Regions from separate parts of the Macaca mulatta genome. Here region 1 is linked to region 2. Evidence: chromatin contacts called from public Hi-C data. All regions are on one chromosome and are shown on one strand. The core of a region is the stretch at or near the end of the contact, and the rest is flanking DNA. Distances in the headings are between cores, read along the strand shown. Region 1 holds the start of MFSD1 (major facilitator superfamily domain containing 1). Region 2 holds the start of GFM1 (G elongation factor mitochondrial 1).

The links. Hi-C and Micro-C count contacts between places; a contact is called where the count stands out from the background.
Region 1: a Hi-C map of liver shows a contact between it and region 2, with 2.4 times the contacts expected there. The contact joins the promoter of MFSD1 here to the promoter of GFM1 in region 2. A contact is called at or near these places in 4 of 14 Hi-C or Micro-C datasets (fetal cortex germinal zone, fetal cortical plate, fibroblasts and 1 more).

The regions. Positions count from the first base shown.
Region 1 is chr2:61,933,193-61,938,692 of T2T-MMU8v2.0, forward strand. It overlaps MFSD1 (major facilitator superfamily domain containing 1), which reads left to right and starts at 3,121. Exons shown (of 15, transcript XM_028843811.2): 1 at 3,121-3,679; 2 at 5,383-5,435. The coding sequence starts at 3,674.
Region 2 is chr2:61,777,620-61,783,781 of T2T-MMU8v2.0, forward strand. GFM1 (G elongation factor mitochondrial 1) reads left to right here and starts at 3,025. Exons shown (of 18, transcript NM_001261690.1): 1 at 3,025-3,129; 2 at 4,032-4,184; 3 at 4,559-4,691; 4 at 5,138-5,342. The coding sequence starts at 3,049.

The sequences.
Region 1 (5,500 bases), core at 1,871-4,370, 160 kb after region 2:
GTTAATGACATAAAAGAGGTTCAGTATTCCTCAGTATAATAGAAATATAAATTGAGACTACACTATGATAGCAATTTTTCACTAATCATATTTGCAAAGACCAAAAATCTGGTAACAAGATTGATTAGGATGATGTGGCAAACAGGCTGTTTCCAAGATTGTCCTCAAGAATAAGAACAATTTCTAGGCTATACTGCTGGGCTGAAAGGAAGAAAAACAACTGTGTGTAGTAACTCTGGAAGGACGCAAAATAATCTGGTAATGATGATTACTTTCCAAGAGTACTGGGTACAGGGAGGCAGGAAAGACTTGCTTTGAACTTTATTCTCTTTGGTACTGTTTGAATGATATACGCCAGATGTATCTCTCATCAAATATAAGCAAAACAAAAAAGTTTAAAGAGTCTGTTGTGATTGTCTGGGAGATATTAGTCTGGTAAGAGGAGTAGTGATGGAGAACATGCATAATGAGGGTATATTTTGGAGGAGAGTTGACAAGACATGCTGAGGGAGTAAATGTGGGAGATGAAGTAAGACATCAAGGATAACGGCTAGACTTGTGGACAGCAAATGGTAGAGAGATGTCCCATTTACTTTGCTAAGGAACACTTAGGGAGGAGCAGGTATAGCATGGGTGAGAGAATTCAAGGATTCTGTTTTAGATGTGCTAAGTTTGAGATGCTTATTAGTCATCCACGTCATCCACGTGATGTCAAATAAACAGTTGGAATAGCAGTCTTATGCTGAAGAAAGGAGTCTGGAATGAAGGTATTTTAGAGGCAACAGCATATAAATAAATCCACACTGATAAACAGAAATACAATGTAAGCCACATAGGCAATTTTACATTTTCTAGCAGTCACATAAAAAGTAAAAATGGGTGGAATTAGTTCACATATATACATATATATAAACTAAAGCAAAATTTTATATATATATATACACACACATATATATATACATATACATGTATTTTTTTGAGATGGAGTCTCCCTCTGTTGCCAGGCTGGAGTGCACTGGTGCGATCTCAGCTCATTGCAACCTCTGCCTCCCAGGTTCAAGCGATTCTCCTGCCTCAACCTCCCCAGCAGCTGGGACTACAGGCACGTGCCACCACGCCCAGCTAAATTTTGTATTTTTACTAGAGACAGGGTTTCACTATGTTGGCCAGGATGGTCTCGATCTCTTGACCTCAGGTTATCCACCCACCTTGGCCTCCCAAAGTACTGGGATTACAGGCGTGAGCCACTGCGCCCGGCCAGTTTTAATATATACATTTTTAACCCAATGTCTGCAAAATATTATTTAAACATGTAATCAGTATTCAAATTACGAGGTTATTCTGTTTTTCATACAAGTCTTTGAACTCTGGTGTGTATTTTATACATATTGCATATCTCATTTCCAACTATCCACATTACAAATGATCAACAGCCACTCGTGGTTACCTACTGGACAGCAAAGGGAGGGTATTAAAGCTATGGGAATGGATGAGTGGAGGAAAGTGCAGGAATGGCTCTTGCATCATTGAACATCTAGATTTTGAATAGAAGAGGAGGAGCTGACAAATGAGACAGCAAATGAGATAGGCCAGCAAAGTGGGAGGAACACAAGGCAAACATGGTGCCAAGAAGGCTAGAAAGGAGGGGCTGTCCCCTGCATCAATTGATAGAAGCTGAGTAAGATGATAAAGAAGTGACTAATGTATTTGGAAAGATGGAGTTATTACTCATCTCGGCAAGACAGTTTTATTAGACTGGGAGCTCCTCCACTGGAGTTGAAGAGAGAATGGATGGTGAAAGTGGAGATATGTATAGACATCTCAAAGGCAGCACCTGATCCTTGACACTCTCTCCTACCTCCTTCTCTCCCTAAATTTTGATCTCTACAGGGGGCCCAAGCTAGAAACCTGGGAGGCACTCTCAAGTCCTTCCTCTCTTTCAGATCGCATAGGCTATTATTTACAGTTATTCCCATTTTACCTCCTAAATAATTACCGCTTAATAATTACCGCTTTTTTCTTCTGTGCCATTCTTGCTTTTTATTGCCGACAGGCCCTCACCATTCTAATCGTTACGACTGCAGCATCTTCCTAATAATCCTCAGTTTTCAGCGTCTAGCTTTGACGCCCTCAAAATTCTGTTAGTAAAGCCCGAGTGCCCCCAGAAAGCGACGATGGTGCTGTGCTGGCAGACTGAATGTTTTTTAAACACAAAGCTTGCAGTCGTGCTGCTGTGGTAGAAATCCTTGCATGGCTCAAACAGGTTTAGTGTTTCTACTCTTGAGTTCCTTCTCTCGTTCAATACAAACACGCACACAACCAGTTCTGTTTCATGCTTTTGTCTTTATTATCCCTCGTAACTGCCCCCCCGCTGCCACCAACCCACTCAAACAAGCACCCTGACTGGCTCATTCTTACTCATTCTATCCTGGGTTTCAACTTCAAGGAGCTTCAGCGCCCCTCACTCCCTTGCCCCGAAAGCTGGTTAAACTGTGCACCTTTTCTCCCCTTTTCAAATGCCCTTTCCAGATATTTCTGTGGAATTCAGTGCCATTTTCTGCCGCTGTTCTCACCACATTCATTCATCATGTTGAGTTTTAAAAGTACTAGATTCTGTCGATTTCTCTAACTGAACTCTGAAATCTTTGAGGTCAGAGAGCTTGCCTCATTCCATTTTGTATTCCCAGTACGTGACACATGGCTGGACACATCAGAAGTTGTCCAACCAAGTTTGTGGGTATTAAGAGTGGTCAAAGACGCTGGGAAGGGCAGTGCCGGGAGAAGGGCAGCGCGCGTCTTGGCTACCCCAGCGCAGGTCGAACCACTCCGGAGTCTGGTGTGGAGCCGAGAGGGAGGCCCGCACTTTCTCCCCGCGGAGCTGCGCTGAGTCTGAAATAGGTGTACGCGTCAGCGGGGCAGGAAGCGAAAAGACAGTGCGGTAATTAGTGGAAAGCTGGAAGTGGGCACCTCCAGGGCCTCAGTCACACCAACACAATCACCCAGGGAAAGCGAACCGCACCACGCCTTTTCATCGCTCGCTGAGTCCAGGTTCCCAGCGCTCGCGGCCGCCCACATGGGCGTGGCCCTGCGTGACCTGCCGGGGCGTCACGTGAACGCCCGGAGTCATGTGACCGCCGTCTTGGTTGTGCTCTGCGGGCGCTGCTTCCTGCTGGGGCTTGGGGTTGTCACTGCTTTCCTCTCTCCGTCTCCTGCGAGCGCAATGGAGGAGGAAGATGAGGAAGCGCGGGCGCTCTTGGCAGGCGGCCCTGACGAGGCTGACAGGGGTGCCCCCGCCGCCCCCGGGGCCCTGCCGGCCCTCTGCGACCCCAGTCGCCTGGCGCACCGGCTTTTGGTGCTGTTACTGATGTGCTTCCTTGGCTTCGGTGAGCCGGCCGGGTGGGTTGGGGCTGGTCTTTAAGGAGTTCCCGACTTTCTCTTCGAGGTAGATCGTCATCGTGGTCACTGGTGCCACGGGGCCTCAGCGCAGCTTCTGCCTTAAGCGCCTGGGCCTCCTCATTTTGCCCTTTGCGATTCCAGCCACACCTGTGGATGTTGCTAGTTACTCCGCGTCCGGAACGTGGAGGTCGAGGGGCTGAGCCTGGCAAGTTTTGTCGCGCTCCTTTGCTCTTCAGTAAGCCCCAGGGGCTAGCGACTCGCCCCTGAGGCCATAGATATGAAGGTAACTCCAGATTTTCAAGGTTCCTCTCTTGGCACACGTGGTCAGAGGAAATTCAGAAAGCTTTAACTGATCCTAAACGACTTTTGTTTGTTTGGTTTTAGGTGAGACGGGCTTGCTCTGTCACCCAGCCCGGAGTGCAGTGCTGTGAACGTGGCTTACTGCAGTCTCCACCTCCTGGGCTCAAGCAATCCTCCCGCCTCAGCCTCCCGAGTAGCTGGGACTGCAGAGCGGGCGCCACCACACCCGGCTTTATTATTATTATTTTTAGACACAGAGTCTTACAATGTTGTACAGCGTTTAAAAAACATAAATGATTTCGTCGGCAGTCTTTTATATATTTTTAACCCTCTTTGAGAAAATGTATGAGTGTGTCTTGCTGATAGCTTCAGTGAGTGGATGTTATTCTCTTAATCTTCCACTCTGCCACTGTGAAGCAATCATATTGGACTGGACGTGTGGTAGTCTTGACAGTGGTTGGTTTCACTTATGAAATCTGATGATGTCTCTGAAAACAGTTTCTTGATAATTAGAAAACGATTTTCCTTCCTATGTTACGGTTTTTAATTTATTAAGCAAATATTCTAATATTAATTCGGTATGAATGTGTTTTTCAGGAGGCTAGCTGGAGCCCGTGTAATCAGCAGGTTTGAGAACATTATGGTGGATAACTATGCTACTGCTGAACATATAAGTAGACATGAAGGATGCTTTGGGCTTTGGTTTTCTTGCAACTCTTTTTCACCCCCCTCACCTGTTTTTAGAAGATGATGCCCATCCATTAGCTTTAAAGCAGGACATTGAATCCTTAAAAGCGACTAAAGCAGGGTTTAGAAACAACAACAACAACAACAACAAAGAAAGAACAACAATAAAACATTTAAAAAAATTGTCCCTACTCAAGCAGACAGTTTTTGGTAAATTCTGGTTATCTGTCTAGATTTCAGAAGCCAGATTCATACCTTTCTAATGACAATTTTTTATTGTCATTAGAACCAATAGCCTCGTGTACTTGTAGAGTTAGTGGAGCTATGGAGACAACATTATCTTATAGCCTACCAAGGAATCTCAATTATTTTATCTTTAAAATAAATCTGAGTGCATGATCAGATCTCTTCCTACTTCTCTCTTTCCAGTTCCCCCAAAGACATTCTTTAATTTAATCCTTTAGAATTTTCAGTTTCTTTTTTTTTTTTTTTTGCATTCCTGGCCCTGTATTCACTAAATTATTTGATTTGGGGTAGTTTGTAGAATTAGAGAACTTGTTTCAAATATTGGTTTTGTAAGAATGGTTACACTCCATTCCTTTGTCCTTAAGCTAACATTATTAGGAAACTGATGAGGTTGTAAAGTTTTTAGTGTACGTGTGTTTGTAAATAAGGAAATAAAATATAGATGCTTCATGAAGATGTTAATAAAATAGTATGTGTGAAGCATGATGAAAGTAAAATAGAAAAACATTTAATTGTTGATTGTTGACTTATTAATTCAGGTTCCCAATATTTGCTGTGTATGAACACTACTAATTTATGGAAGTTATTTGATATAACTTAGAAAATACTGGTGGATAAGGAAGTGGTTCAGAAATATTTCTGTAGTGTCAACCCATAGTATCACCATTTAAAATTGTAATTTCAGTAGTAACTGCAACTTGAAACCTTTATATGGAAAGTATTATTACTTACAAAGTATTTGCTCTTTTCTAGGCAGCTATTTTTGCTATGATAATCCTGCTGCCCTTCAGACTCAAGTTAAACGAGTAAGTTGATTTTTCACCTTTGTTTCTTTTGTTTTCTTTAGAGCAAGTGTAGCGGTGGAGGCATT
Region 2 (6,162 bases), core at 1,775-4,274:
TCTTAGCTTTAGCAATGCTGTTAGCCACCAAGAATGATGCTGTCAGTGCAGGTACATTTGATGGAAGTGGTGGCCTTCAATAATTGCTTCTTTCTTCGTGTTCATGTTTTTTCTTTTGAAAAACTCCAAAGGCTTCTCTTTTAATGTAGGGTGCTTGGTCTCCATGTGGTGAAGCAGTTTTGAAGGTTTTCATGGGTTTGTTGGATAGTCTCTTGCCACATATTTACAAAGCAGGCTTGGAGAATGTGAATCACCTGTTGCAATGAACCTGCAACTTAAGTAGGGCTCTAGGTATTTTCTTTTAAATGCAATTTTCCTTTTCTTATCAGTCTTACAGCTTTCTATTGTCTCATCATTGGGTCTGTCCCCATTTTCAAAGAAGTTCTCCAGTGACATTTGTTTTTTACTCATTTGGCTAGGGTTGGCTTGTGGGCTTACCAAAACTGTGACTGAGACAAGTGCTCAGTGTGGGAAGGAAGCGTGGACAGATTTGGTAAATAAAATAATAGGCGGGTCACTCATGATTTTAAAGTCTGCCATCAGATGCAGCTGTAAAATTAAAGTACATCAACTCACTTGCCACTATAAAGCTTGCCACCAGTGCAGCTTTTGTCACTTGCCACTCACTGATACGGTTTTGATATGAATCTGCAAGCAATTGATTTATTATGGTCTTTGTGCAGTCAAACCTCTTTGCTAATGTTAATCTGTATTTGCAGCTGTTCCCCAACACTAGCAGCCCCAGCTTAGCTCCACCTCAGCTCCACCTCAGGTCATCAGGCATTAGATTCTCATAAGGAGTGTGTAACCTAGATCCCTTGAATGCGTAGTTCACAATAGGGTTCACACTCCCATGAGAATCTAATGCCACTGCTGATCTGACAGGAAGCAGAGCTCAGGTGGTAAAACAAGTGATAAAGAGAGGGTGTAAATACAGATGAAGCTTCACTTGCTTGCCCACTGTTACCTCCTACCGTGTGGCCTGGTTCCTAACAGGCCATGGACTGGTACTGGTCCCTGTTCCAGAGGTTGGGTACCCCTGTGTTAGAACATGTAGATCCTGAGTACATGTGCCAACCACAGGTCCAGCTTTGCATACTTGAACTTACCAATATTTTATTAATATGGATGTGCATCTCCCATGTTACCAGTGAAGGGTCTTGACTATGAGTCATACAGGTTCTTGGTGTTTGAACAAAGAATTGGACAAAACACACAAGCAAAGCAATGAAAGAATGGAGCAATGAAGGCACAGATGTGTTGAAACAAAAGTACACTCCACAGCTCAAGAGCATCTGTTATTCCGGAACTTAAATACCCACTAGAGGGTTTCCATTGGTTACTTGGTTACATCCTGTGTAAATGAAGGAGTGGCCCACAACCAGCCTGCTTGGTTGCAGGAGATGATCAATCAGAGGCTGAAGTGAAGTTACAAAGTTACACATGAGGACTTCGCCTGCAACCAGTCTGAGTGTTTGCCACAGGGGACCAGTCAGAGGTACTTTCCATTTTTTTTATCTGCAATGCAATGCATTTGGGAGTAGCCTCTGATCCTTTTGTTACTTGGGCATGGAGAGGTGGGGTTTTCCTTTTGATTCAGCTCTAGGAAGTCAGCAGGGCCTTCGGTTCCCTGCCTCCAGACCCTGTTCTCCTGCCTCACCCATAAAGGGAATTCCCTAAAGATACTAAAGGCTGTCTATGTCTCTGAGCAGCCCACTCTGCCTCTTAGAGTGTACTTTTGGTAAACCAAATAAATTTTTTCGCCTACTCTTACTTTGTACTTGCTTTCAAATTCTTGTGGCGAAGTCAAGCACCTGAACCGGCCCACTGACAACAGCAAGGATAGAAGCAGTGCGATCGGTTACGAGGCTATTACCATAGTTCCTTCCAGAAATGGCAGTACTGAGAGGTGCGGAGAAGTAAGTTCTGGATTTTTTTTTTTTTTAATACAGACTCTAGCTCTGTCGCCCAGGTTGGAGTGCAGTGGCACGATCTCGGTTCACTGCAAGCTCCGCCTCCCGAGTTCACGACGTTCTCCTGCCTCAGCCTCCCAAGTAGCTGGGACTACAGGGGCCCGCCACCACGCCAGGCTAATTTTTTTTGTATTTTTAGTAAAGACGGGGTTTCACCGTGTTAGCCAGATGGTCTCTATCTCCTGACCTCGTCATCCGCCCACCTCAGTCTCCCAAAGTTTTGGGATTACAGGCGTGAGCCACCGCGCCCGGCCAAGTTCTGGATATTTTTCTGAAAGTAGAGCTTACAGGATATGCTGACTGATTAGACCAGAGATGTCACAGCGTGGTGTCAAAGTAACTAACATTTTTGGCTAGAGTCACTAAAGCTTACATTTATGAGTTGGAGAAGACTGTAGAAGGTTTGGGGAAGAAGATCCGAAGCTCAATTTTGGACCTGTTAAGTTCAACATGCCTCTAACACACCCAAGCAGAATAGTCAAGGATGCAGTCTTCCATATGGACTAGATATTAATATCTGACATCGAACAATAACAAATAACATTTTGAAATGTTTGTAGTTGTAATTGATAGTTCATTCACTATATTTTTTCCACTTTCTTTTTCAGGCCATGTCATATATATACACATATATATATATTTGTAATAGATAATTTTGCCTTTTACCTACTTAAATTCTGTTATATACACTTCTCCACATTGCTTTACAGGCCTAACAACCATGTTTAAAGGCTGTATTTTAATACAGAGGTAATATTTGAAAAAGAAGATGAAGACCAAAGAAGGACTCCCTTCCCCCACCCATACACCTGTGTCGTCTTACTGGGAGCAAACGCAAAGCGATTGCACTTTCTCTTCCAAGTCGGTAGAAGGCGCGCGAGCAGCGTAGGCACTGCTCCGCCTCCAGTCCAGTTGCTTCTCTTTCATTTCCTCACTCTCTTTTTCCTTGCGTCCTTTGCCCCGGAAGTGCTCTTACAACATTGGCCACCGGCGTGACTTTGACCGCTTCCCGGTGCCTTACCGGCAGCTGAACCGACCCGGAGCCACGGGAGTTGTCGCGTGCTCTGTGCTTGCGATGAGACTGCTGGGAACCGCAGCTGTCACGGCTCTGGGGCGCGGAAGGGCCCCCGCCTCCCTAGGATGGCAGAGGAAGCAGGTACTGGAGCACAGAGAGACTGAATCGGGACGATTCCCGAGACCTTGTGGTCTCTTCTGGGCCATGGAAGGCAGTGACACCCCTGAGTCCTCCTGACTGGCAGCTCCGAATACTGGCGGTCGCGCGTCAGTGCTGAAAAGCCCCTCCGTGCCTGCACATTAGCTCGTTAACTTATTTGTTTTGCTCTCTGGTATCCCTGGGGTTTAATCAGCTAAAAGTACCTGTCACTCAAATACTTTCATATTGTATCCACCTTTTCTGAGGTTGTTTTTTGTTTGTTTTTGTTTTTTGCCTCTCTTTTCCCATAAATAGTTGTACATAGTGGAAGTGCAGTCCTATAGGGAAAGGTTTATATTGTATCTTAATTCCATCTAATAGGGATCCCCATCCCCTGCCCCCAGAGTAAAGTTAAAACAAACTTCATGAATTGTTTTTGTTTCGAGGGAATTGTAAATCTTTTGGAGCCATTAGCACCACTGCATAGAGCATATAAGTTCTCAAACATATTTGTCATCTGTGAACTACAATAAAGGAGAAAGGGAAAACAATTAAGTTAAATTTAAGCTAAAATTTGTATTTTCTATTAAAGGTTTTTGGAGCTGTCTTTGTGATTTTTTCTGCCCCAGTGTGTATTTTCAAGTCTGTAGTAAAAATTATCTCCCATTTTAATTAAATTTGATTTATTCGTTAATTAATTTAAAAGAATACGCCTTTTCTGTCGTTTGTAGTCTCTCCTCTGATTACAAGAGTTCCAGGCTTAAACGTTTCCCCTGGTGCCTTTCTCAAGCTATCTCATATCCAGTGAGATTTCTTGGAGGAATAATGTCCACCATACTCCTTTAATTCTCTGTTGTTCTCTCTTATAAAAGGCGCGTAGAATTGAGCTCTCGTATTTTTTTCAGGTGAATTGGAATGCCTGCCGATGGTCTTCATCAGGGGTGATTCCTAATGAAAAAATACGAAATATTGGAATCTCAGCTCACATTGATTCTGGGAAAACAACATTAACAGAACGAGTCCTTTACTACACTGGCAGAATTGCACAGATGCATGAGGTATATATTCATGGTTGATTCCGGATGAATTAGAACCTGATTTTAATTGTTTTGTTGCCATTATTTAGTAAAGCTTATAAACCTGAAAGATTAAAACAGTGGTAACAGTGGACCTTTGACAGGCCTATCTGAAAGTTGCTTAAGTATCTGTGTTCTGGTGTTCTTTTAAGTTTTTATAGACGGGGTCTCACTTTGTTGCTCAGGCTGGTCTCAAACTCCTGGGCTCAAATTATCCTCCTGCCTCAGTCTCCCACAGTACTGGGATTATAGGCATGAGCCCCTGCACCTGGCAACTGTTTCCATTTCAGTTAAGTTTTCTTTCCTTCTTGGAATGCAGGAACAGAGAAAGTCTGAATTGCTGTGCTTGTGTTTAGGTGAAAGGTAAAGATGGAGTTGGTGCTGTCATGGATTCCATGGAACTAGAGAGACAAAGAGGAATCACTATTCAGTCAGCGGCCACTTACACCATGTGGAAAGATGTCAATATTAACATTATAGATACTCCTGGTAAGTTGGATTCTTGGTTTTATTGCAGCTTCTTTTGGCAAAAGCACATTTGGTTCTTTCTGTTACTATGACCCAATTAATTTTTGAGTGTCAAATACTCAAAAGTATAACACTGAATTCCTATTAGAGAAGCCTAACTTAGGACCTAGAGCACTTCATCCTTACGTAGTTTTCTTGAATATTTTGTGCAAGTAATTGTGAGTAGGCAGATTCTTGCCTTCTACATATTCTAGCTGATTCTAAAGGTGCCTGTGCCCTAGTATCTTCTTGAAGTGGTCTTGCCGGGCCCTCCACTTAAGGGTTGGTGAATAGTATTGGTGAGCTCAGGAATCTACGTTCTAATTAGAAGACTTTTGTGACGAGCAGAGATACAAAAACTTTTAATAGTGCATATGTTAAAAATTCAGATTGCTCTTTAAGACCCTCTCATACTTCATCTTATTCAGGGCATGTGGACTTCACAATAGAAGTTGAAAGGGCCCTGAGAGTGTTGGATGGTGCAGTCCTTGTTCTCTGTGCTGTTGGAGGGGTACAGTGCCAGACCATGACTGTCAATCGTCAGATGAAACGCTACAACGTTCCATTTCTAACTTTTATTAACAAATTGGACCGACTGGGCTCCAACCCAGCCAGGGCCCTGCAGCAAATGAGGTAATGAGCCTTAGAATGGACAAAGAGGATGTGATGCTCTAGACAGCAAACCTTATATCCAGAAGGATGATTAATTCACTGTCATTAAACTTTATTCTTAAATTTAGCTTTTTAAATGTATTTATGTGAGTTAGTAAGTGGAACACTGATTTTAGTAAATTGACTTGTGGTATGTTCTCATCAGCTACCTTCTCTGTAAAATGGGGACAATATTACTTAAATTCTAGAGAATTTGAAGATGGATTCAGTAAACAGTCTGTTTATACTGTTTTGCTATTATTAGAGAAGTTATAATCTAGATTGTAAAAATGCCTTGTGTTTTATTTAGACGAAAGATCATCTTTGGTTTTACTTTTTCCTTGAAGCATTTTAATTAATGCCCTTAAATAGCTTGCCATAGAGATGAGATTTTCTTGTTTTCAGATGGAAACATATTTTCTAGGACAACAGTAACACTTCCTTTCTGTACCAGATAGAACCAGTAGTATTTATAGCATTTTAAATTTTACACAATACTGTATATTTCACAAAGCCTTTAAAAAGGTCAGAATTTCACTTTTCACCTTTTGTAGATGTGCAAGTGTAGCTGTAGAGTTCATACTTATGTTTCACATGGCACAGTTGATGGATATATAGGTGTAAAGTTTATGGTAGTGGACAGGCTGAGAATGGTGTGTCTGATGACAAAAAATCTGATGAAAGTGATATATTTGATATGAAAGTGAACATTTTCTTTGTTGGGTATTTATAACTTTTGGTAAAATGTTTTTACTTTTTGTCCTTATTTTACTTGTGCTTGGCAGTAGATGGACTTTTTTCA